2 separate regions of the Mus musculus genome follow, and region 2 is linked to region 1. Evidence: chromatin contacts called from public Hi-C data. All regions are on one chromosome and are shown on one strand. Each heading gives the region's core, a stretch centred on a gene start, on an enhancer-like site or on the middle of the called end of the contact. The rest is flanking DNA. Distances are from core to core; before and after follow the strand shown. Region 1 overlaps Arhgap21 (Rho GTPase activating protein 21). Region 2 has its middle 83 kb from the start of Enkur.

The links. Hi-C and Micro-C count contacts between places; a contact is called where the count stands out from the background.
Region 2: a contact with region 1 is called in a Hi-C map of liver, with 3 times the contacts expected there. The contact joins two enhancer-like sites. A contact is called at or near these places in 7 of 484 Hi-C or Micro-C datasets (Th2 cells, cardiomyocytes, embryonic stem cells and 3 more) and 2 of 115 datasets of contacts at active chromatin or transcription factors (embryonic stem cells and fibro-adipogenic progenitors).

Annotation. Positions count from the first base shown.
Region 1 is chr2:20,896,776-20,901,809 of GRCm38.p6, reverse strand. All of the region lies in intron 3 of Arhgap21 (Rho GTPase activating protein 21), which reads left to right. Among named protein-coding and RNA genes, the nearest start is that of Arhgap21, 68 kb to the left of the region's middle. Within about 2 kb of position 2,304, at least 124 of the 459 cell types and tissues checked have an H3K27ac peak or open chromatin away from gene starts, as enhancers often do. A contact at or near this core is called in liver, where this site is marked.
Region 2 is chr2:21,119,355-21,124,388 of GRCm38.p6, reverse strand. It overlaps the pseudogene Gm13377. Among named protein-coding and RNA genes, the nearest start is that of Enkur, 83 kb to the left of the region's middle. Within about 2 kb of position 2,513, at least 6 of the 459 cell types and tissues checked have an H3K27ac peak or open chromatin away from gene starts, as enhancers often do. A contact at or near this core is called in liver, where this site is marked.

The DNA of each region.
Region 1 (5,034 bases), core at 1,055-3,554:
CTGTCTGTGGTAAGTTAGGTGAGAATTCCTGCCTCTTGATTAACCTGTTCCGAGAAACTAAGGCACTAACACAAGTTTGATACTGGGAAATAAGGAAACAAGAAGCAAAAATTGGTTATTAGATTATGCAAAGTAAAATATCGAGTTGTTGAGTATGGACTTTCCCTCGTAGCTCCCTCTGTGCTTGCCCCTTCCGCATCCTCCTCCTCTCTTTTTGTAGAATCAGGATTTCCTTATGTTGACTTGGCTGCTTTTGGACTCCTGGGCTCAAGTGACTCCTGTCTCAGCCTCCCAAGTCAAGTGCTAACTACAAATCCACCCCATTTACTTATCATTATGTTTTTGAAACGATTTCTATGAATTCTTCTCAGAGAAAAGATGATGAAGGACAGAAAATGCGTCCTGTGACTGAGTTTTTCATTAAGTAGGTACCGGGTACATAGTAGGAGCTTGTATGCACAGTGCCTGTTGGGTAAGGGGAGGATGCTGACACCTTTTGTCATGGCCACCATGGCCTGTTCCTAAGTGACTGCTCTGTGTCTTCCTTCTCCCTCCCCATAGCCCGGGTAACTCAGGGTTAGTGGTACCTAGTGATTTAGAAACCATATTTCAAATAACTAAGAAAGTCTTTAAGAAAATAACAAAAATAGGGCAATCTTGGACTTACATAGAAATGTAGACATATTCTATAAAATAAACCAGTAGGTGAAAAGTTTAAAAGAGAATCTTGATACTACTTAAAAATAATGAATGGTAATCTATAATGAAAGGAATTGAGCTGGATTAAAGAGGCTGTCAGAAACTCACTTTTAAGGTGAAGACTTTAAGACTTGAAAAACATAATACATGAAGTTTAACCTGGCAGTCAAGAAACTAGATGTGATTTCAAAATCTCTGTAAGGGTTCTAAACACTTTATTATGAAATATTTTAATGTGAAAGATAGCTTCAGAGAGAATTAATCGGAAGTCTTTGGCAGAGATAAGTAACTGTAAGAGAACTAGAGAGAGATTCACACTAGGGTTTGAGCCGCCTCTAAAACATGGCTCTCTTCTCTGGCTTTTTCTTAGTAGTATTGCCCCAGACAGTACTGTAATTAGGTGGTTTTAAGCTGGCTTTTCCTAGCTGCTGCATAACTTACAACCAGGGTCACAGAACCAGTGTTCACCTCCTCCTGTGTCTGGTCTTTGGAGGAAAGCAACAGGCTTGCCTCCTGAGGGAGAGATAGTCCTCACGTTTAAATGTTCATTAGGGACAGACAGTTCATTGTGTGAAGCACCACCCATGCTTGTTAAAACTCCTCAACTTCCACACTTTACTCCTAAGATGTGTCTCCACCCTCCCAACTCAGTTTTTGTTCATAAAAGGAAACTTCAGATGTTTAAGGATTGAAAGGGCGGAGGCAGGGCAGGCCAGGTATCACACTGGATGTTGTCCTTGTAGGAGACGGTGCCCGCTGTGTGGCTGAGGCTGTAGCATGTGCCAGAGCGAGTGTGCTGCTGGCTATCTCTATTAACTTTCCCTGGAAGGGCGGCAGAAAAGGCAGTGCCCAGGTGCCGTCCTCCCTGTGCAGTGGAGGTGTGGGTGAAGAATAACATATGCGTTCGGTTCATCCCGCAGCGCCAGTTCTGCTTACCAAAAGTGGCCCACTAGGCACTCGCATTCCACGCCCGGCTCCACGCCAGCGAGCCGGGCTTCTTACCCATTTAAAGTTTGAGAATAGGTTGAGATCGTTTCGGCCCCAAGACCTCTAATCATTCGCTTTACCGGATAAAACTGCGTACGTCGGGAAAAGAGCGAGAGCGCCAGCTATCCTGAGGGAAACTTCGGAGGGAACCAGCTACTAGATGGTTCGATTAGTCTTTCGCCCCTATACCCAGGTCGGACGACCGATTTGCACGTCAGGACCGCTACGGACCTCCACCAGAGTTTCCTCTGGCTTCGCCCTGCCCAGGCATAGTTCATAGCTCTCCTGCTGGAGAGCCCGGATCTTGTTCCTCATTGCTTTCCATAGCCTACATAGAAAGTATGTGACTCCTAACTTAATCAGTGTTTATTGTGGGAATTGCAGCCCCCTGCTTTCAATGTTCAACAGATAACTTCTCATCTTTGACATAAAAACAGAGCAGAAATATTCAAAGCTAAGTGTGAGGACAGTTAAGAATTAAGAAATACATTTTTTGTTTGTTCATTCATTTAGCAAACATCTGTGCAGTCTGCACCATGAGCCAGACACACTAGGCTGATTGCGTGGAAGGAAGCGTGCTGCCTCTAGCCTCACTTCCTTCAGAGTGTTGAAAATGTCATGTGATATAGTGCACTTCCTCGGCCGGCCGGTTAATGAAACGTGCCTTCTGCGCCCCTTTCCTTCTCACTGTGTGGCGGTGTCCACAGTCATCTCACACTAACCGCTTCACCATTTTCCCACTCTCAGGTGAAACATAGGGCTGTAGGGCAAGGATTTTTTTTTTTCAAATTCAAAATAGTTTCTATGCTTAAAACATCATCTTATATTTCCATCTTCCCGTGTTTTATGTGTAAATTTGTGGGTGTATATGTTTCTAATAAATGTACAGAAGAAACAGAGAGCACACAGAGGACAGCCTTGATAAGCTTATTAGTTCAGGGGTTGAACAGTGTATAAATCCAGAGATGGGAAGTTGTTGCTTATGATTAACAAATTTGTCTGGGTTGTCAGAGAAATTTACAACCTCGCAAAGCAGAAACAACAGGGCTCTGACTCTAGACATAGACATCATTTATGAAGCTCCTGAAACAAGGGAAAAGACTAACATTACTGAACTCCAAGTGCTCTGAAAGGCGGTTACGGACTGTTCATTCAGAGAGAACTAGGGGGAAGTATTTGTTGGATAACAGGCTCCCACAGTGTTTCTGCCCAGCTATAGCTCTAAAACTGATTCATGTCTGACCCCTAGTGGAGGTACGCTGGCTCTTCTGTTGCCTACCCTGTCCCTGTACTGGGAAGGCCAGACAGCTTCAGGCTGTTTACTGTTAGCATTGTCCAGGCTGAGGTTTTGAAGTAGATAGCAGTTACTTACTGAGCATCCGTTACATCCATTCTGTGCACTTGAGATTTCTGCGCAGCGTATTTTCTATAAACTCACAGGATTTTAATGTATAACTGAGCAAGTCCACTGTAAACTTACGGGATTTGAGTATGTAGCTAAGTGTATAAGTATATTAAGTATATAGCTAAGAAGATTGACTATAAACTCAGATAATTTTAATTTGTAAACGAGTAGATGCCCAGTAAACTCACAGGATTTGAGTATATAAGCAAGCACACCCACAGGTATCTTGTTTATAAACTTAACCTGGGGGTGTCTTGTGATTTTCACGTGTGAGCCCTTTCTGAATTTGTCTCACGGCTTTGGGAGCTTTGTCAGTTCTTAGTGTTAAGTGGATACTTAAGGTAAAAGATTGCCTTGTGCTCAGCTTCTATGTGAACGAAACTCCATTGTGCAGAGTACTCCATTGTAGACACCCAGTGCAGCATTTTGGTTTTGCCAGCAGGTTAATACTAAAGTTCTTATCTTTCAGCTATGCCTGCCCAAATATCTATAGGGTTTATGAATGAACTGGCATCTGGGATTTAACTTTAAAAGCTTTATATGGGTGCGAGTGGGCTTATATGAAATGTGATTTTCTTGGTTCCCTAGTCTCCTGGGGCTTTGTGCTGTTAGCATCTCTGGTTCTGAATGTATGAAACACTCCCATGACAAAAAAAGTTTTTATAATTAAATGTCTTTTATCTGAAAAAGTTTAACATGAGTAATTTCAAACATAGTTTACTTTTTACAGTTTTAAACTGGTTTATTTTACTCCATTGCTTGAAGGTCAGGTTGCATTAAGAGAGTATATGCGGGGCTGGTGAGATGGCTCAGTGGGTAAGAGCACCCGACTGCTCTTCCAAAGGTCCAGAGTTCAAATCCCAGCAACCACATGGTGGCTCACAACCATCCGTAACAAGATCTGACTCCCTCTTCTGGTGTGCAACCATCCGTAACAAGATCTGACTCCCTCTTCTGGTGTGTCTGACGACAGCTACAGTGTACTTACATATAATAATAAATAAGTCTTAAAAAAAAAAAAAAAAGAGAGTATATGCTTGCTTCTACTATATGAAATTGTGATTGAAATGTGACAGGTCTTCATCTGGATCCCATTCAGAGATTATTATAATTTGAGATTAGGATTCCTAAAGTTGTCAGATCTGCAGATTGGGAGGTAAAACTTGAATGTATTAACTAGCATTTTGAAAATGAGTATATTGTCTTCTTAGTTTGGGTTTTACTGCTGTGAAGAGACACCAGGACCCAGGTAACTCTTGTAAAGACAGCATTTAATTGGGGCTGGCTTACAGAATCTGAGGTTCAATCCATTATCATCATGGCGTGAAGCATGGCAGCATCCAGGCAGGGATGGCGCTAGAGGAGCTGAGAGCTCTATATCTTGTTTAGAAGGCAAAGAGAAGACTGGCTCCTATGTGACTAAGAGGAGGGTCTCAAAGCTTACCCCCACAGTGACACACTTTCTCCAATAAGGCCATTCCTCCTAATAGTGCCACTCCCTGGGTCAGGCGTTATACAAACCATCACACTCATCTTGAATAGACTATGGAGAACAGCTTGACTTAATAATTTACTTTTCCCCATCTCTCTGTTGATTTTCCTCATACCACAAAAGAAAAGAAAAAAGAAAAAACACAGGCTAACAATCAGCTATAGTATTTTAATGTTTGATTACAAAATGCATGCTTTTTGTTTGTTTTTGTTTTTGTTTTCAAGACAAGGTTTCTCTGTGCAGTCCCACTGTCCTTGAACTATGTAGACCAGGCTGGCCTCAAACTCACAAGAGAGCTACCTGCCTTTGCTTCCTGCCTCTCCTGCTTCTCCTGCTTCTCCTGCCTCCATGTGCTGGGTTTAAAGGCATGCTCTGCCAACACTCTGCCACACAAATATTTTTAACATTAGGTACTATGTCTCTGTTAGGGTCTTAAAGTAGCTTTTATAGC
Region 2 (5,034 bases), core at 1,264-3,763, 220 kb before region 1:
TAGGTGTAGCCCTCTAGCGGAGGCACCTCAGTACCTAGACCACGTGCCCATTCCTGTACCAAGACTGAACAAGGAGATCTTCACATGCACATGCAAGACAAGCTTCCTTGTGTTCACAGCAGGTCTGGGATTTAGGATCCTCAGAAGTGCAGACCTCAGAGAGAGGAGACAGTGTATCGTGAACAATTGGGGTCCTCAGCTAACTCTTCAGGAGTACCTCTAATCTTTTTTAATTTGTTACATTCTTTTTTATTGATTATTTATTTGCTTTACAACCCAATCAAAGCTGCCCCTCCCTCCTCTCCTCCCAGTCCCTCCCTCTCACCTCTCCTCTCCCCCCATCCACCTCTCCACAGATATCAATCAAGCTTGACATATCGTGTTGCAGTAGGACTAGGCAAATCTTCTATTGAGGCTAGACAAGGCAGCCCAGTTAGGGGAAAGAGAGCCAAAGGCAGGCCGTGTACTCTGAGATTGCCCCTGCTCCTGCTGTTAGAGGTCCCACATGAAGACTGTAGTGACGGTTTTGACATTTTGATTTCTTTCAAAACCACAGAGGTAGTATAAGAATATATTTTTGTTTTAATCCCAGGTGTGGGATATGAGAGTGCTTCAGATGGTCCATAGCAGCTGACTATGACTTGTGTGTTGCTCTAGCAGAGGCGTGATTTTACCAGGGGCACATAATTTCGGCAGTTGTGTGATGGCAGGAATCCTGGGGACCTTTCAGAGGGTGTGTAAATGCAAGAGCCTGAGAAGTGGGGTGGGTTGTTGGTTGATTGCCGTTGGCTGGGGTTTATTAAGTAGCCATGCACAAAACAGAAACAACAAGAAAAAAATTAGATATCCTGATGATGAATTTCAAACTTGCTCCAAGGAACTCCATGGCCCTAATCAGCAGAAAGTAGTCTAGTAACACAGCTGAATCCTTTCTCCTCTGTTCTTATTTCCTATCTAGAATTAGGGGGTTGAACGGGTGGGGAGAAGGGTAGAAGGAAAAAGAACCCACAGAGTAGCTGATGCGAGCTACAGAAGACCCAGCGGCACAACTCGTACCTGTGTGCAGAGGGCCTAGGTCCATCCCATGCATGCTCTCTGGTTGGCATTTCAGTCTTTGTGAGCCACCATGGGCCCAGGTTAGTTGACTCTAGGTGTTCTTGTCGTGTCCTTGACCTACTGTGGCTCCTACAATCCTTCCTTCCCCTCTTCCACAGGATTCCCCAAGCTCCACTCAATGGTTGGCAATGGGTCTCTGCATCTATTTCCATCACTTGCTAGATGAAAGCTCTCTGATGACAGTTATGTTAGGCTCCTGTCTGCAAGGATAGCAGAATATTATTAATAGTGTCAGGGGTGGACTCCATCTCATTGCATGGGTCTCAAGCGGGGCCAGTTATTGTTTGGCCCTTCCCTCAAATTCTCTGTCTTTTATCTCTGCACATCTCATAGGCAAGATAAATTGTGAGTCGAAGATTTTGTGGCTGGCTTGGTGTTCCAGTCCCTCCAGTGTCTAAAATTCCTCTATAAGTGGTCCAGGGTGGGGTCCAGGAATTCAGCCCTCAGCTTTAAAACAAACATTACATCCACTTTACGTGGGGAAATGGTTCTATGATTTCAGTACATTTTTATGCTTGGGTCCATCTCCACAATCCTGTCTTACAGTTTCATTAATTTACCGACAGGCAGTTACATGGAAATTAAGTCATAAAGCATCTAATCATTGGTCCAGGAGCCAATGAACCTTTGGACTGCTGACGTGGATTTGTACACAGCTCAGAGACAATTCTTGGCATGGATGCATTTTTCATTTCTCCTAGATTAAGCCCTTGGGGTGAAATTCTGGGCTTCCTGGTGAGTTCCAACCACTGCAGGTTGTTTCCTAAAGTGGTTGTGCCATTTTCCAGCCTCACTAGTAGTTTCACAGGACTCTGTTGTCTTCACACATCTACTGACATTTAGTATGATGATATCAACCTGTGATTATATTTCCTGAATCATTAGTGTGCTTATCAGCTATTATCATTCTTTTTTTTATGGAGATAAAAGTTCTCTATCCAAGCCTTTTGCAAACTTTTTTATTTGGTTGTTTGTCTTCTTGTTGAGTCATTAAAGGATTAAATATATACAACTATAATTATAATCACATATATTGTGTAAATATAATCATTTTAATTATATAAACGCAGAAGTCAGGCAGTGGTGATGGACACCTTTAATTCCAGCAGAGGCAGACAGATCTTTGTGAGTGTGAGGCTGACCTCGTTTACAAAGTGAGTTCTAAGACAGCCATGGTTATACAGTGAAAACATATATATGACATATATTAGATATATAACATATATATTAGATACAAACCTTTAACAGATTATAATTTTCACATATTTTTTCTAGTGTTGTCATTTTCATTGGAATATTTTGAGAAGAATGCATATTCTGTTGTTTGGTAGAGTGTTGTACACATACCAGCTAGATCCAGTTTATTGATTGGTTGTTCAACTTTATCCTTTATCCTAACTGATTTCCCAACTGCAGGATCTGCCCATGCCTGGTAGAGGGAGTGTGGGAGGGAGTCTCTAAGTGCAGTGGTGTCCCTTTCTCCTTGCTGTTCTGTCAGTCACCTGGCATCCTTAAGGAAACATACACTAGGATTGTCAAGCATTCTTCAGGAGCTGACAGAGATCACCGACTCTAATGTCACATCCTGACTGAAAGTAAGATGGTTTCTTCATATTACTTTTCCTTGCCACAGCGTGATGTGTCCTTCTCAGTCCTTCCACTTTAATCTGAGTCTTTATGTTTAAAGTATAATTTGTGGGACTGGAGGGGCTGGGGAGATGCACAGTTGATAAAGTGTTTGCTGTGCAAGCATGCAGACCTGAATTTGATCTCCAGAACCAATGTGAAAAGACTGAGATGATAAGCTGTGCCTGTAACCCCAGCTCTGGGGAGACAGACAGGCAGATCCCAGACTTGCAGGGCCACCAGCTTATCCTAATTGGTAAGCTCCAAGACCCACTGAGACCCTGTCTCAAAACTATGATGGACAGCTCCTAAGAAGAGATACCCTAGGTTGATTTCTGACCTCCATCTGTACATGCCCTTTCATATATATGCATGTAAATACTCCCCACATATACATGCATATCCATGTATACACACACATATACGTGCTCACACACACTGTAGTATGTGTATATGTACACATGCACATACACTAAATAAATAAATGTAATGAGAAATTTATGAATTCAATACATTTTTGTAAAAGCATGCCAGATATTCTGATATACAATCATTGGGTGATCATATTTATTTAGATAAACACTACCTGAAAACACAGCTAACACTCTATTTGTGCATATATAATATAAATGCCCATTGGGATTTTCTTTTTAAGGTACATCTGAGATCCTGCCTCTGTTCAGGGTTTTGGTTTTGTGTGGGGAGTGGCTACACACTTGTACATATAGAATGAGTAGAAAATTGTGAAGATAGTGCCAAAGCACAGGCAGAGGCAAGCGATTGCTGTTCATTGACTCCAGGGAGCATCCTCCACATAGGATTCCACACTGTATTGCTACAGTGTGTGCTGCCTTTGGTGAATATATGATTTTTTTTTTTTTTTTAGTTACTCACCACTTGACTTTTCTTCCAGTGTAAGAAGAATCTGTCACTCTCTGTCTTATGGTTTCTGTTGCTTTGAAAAAACACCAGAACCAAAAGCAACTTGGGGAGGGAAGGATTTATTTCATCTTACACTTTTAGGTAACAACAGTCCATCACTGGAGGAAGCCAGGACAGAAACTCAAGCAAGGTGGGAACTTGGAGGCAGGAACTGAAGCAGAAGCTGTAGAGGAAGGCTTGCTTTCTTATACAAGCCGGGAAAACCTATCCAAAGGATAGCTCCCCCCCACACACACACAGTGATCTGGGTCCTCCATTAATCAAGACCACACGCCACAGACTTCCCCGCAGGCCAATCTTATGGAGGCAGCATTTCCATTTCCTCTTCCCGCACAGGTCTAGGTGTCAAGCTGATAAAAAAGAAACAAATAAATCAGCTCTCTATTTCTTCTTTCTTTGCTATAAATGAGGATTTCAGTAAATACCATCCAAATGTTTTAAAGTTTAACAACAGGTGCTGTAATGATAAATAAATAAATAAATAAATACCATGCATGACCTCTAACCCTGTTTATGACATACAAGCACGATGATGTCCTATTAGGAGTGTTATCAGCACCCTGGTTCCACTTTAACAGAACTTTCTGCCTGAGAGCATTCTGTTTCCCAGGCTTCTCTTCATGTTCACATGGATGATCTGATCTGTATCGATAATCTTGTGTCTATCAGTTGTACATTAATGCATCCTTTATTTCTTACTTTTTTCAGAATTGAGTGGCTGACTAAGGATGTAATGAAAGACATAGGCTACCATGAAATTCTGGTCCTGTGTGTATTGAAAGGCGCTTACAAGTTCTGTGCTGATCTTGTAGAACACCTCAAGAACATCAGCTGGAATTCAGATCGATTTGTCTCTATGAAGGTTGACTTCATCAGACTAAAAACTCACAAGGTAAGTTGTTACATGTCCTATTATTATTATGTAATTATTGGAACTCACAATTCTTAACACTAAAATGACAATGAAGAGTGTAGTTTTTGTTGTTGTCATTGTTTCTTAAAAATAGAGTTTCTCTGTGAAATCCTAGATGTCTTAGAATTCACTCTGTATGTAGACCAGGCTGGCATTGAGCTCAGAGATCTGCCTGACTTTGCCTCAGGAGTTCTGGGACTAAAGCCACATTCTACCATGCCCAGTTTAAATATATTTTTTTAATGAACAGGAATACAACAATTATAAGAATTTAGATTCTTAGACAGTATTTTCATTGACTAAACTACCTTGGCACATTTGAGTTCAATCTATTGTCAGGCTCAATGGGCTTCCTATTGGTACATATCCACACCAGCACAAATTTAGTGGCAGAAACCGACACGGGTTTATTTATGGACACTTTCTTGGGTTAGAAA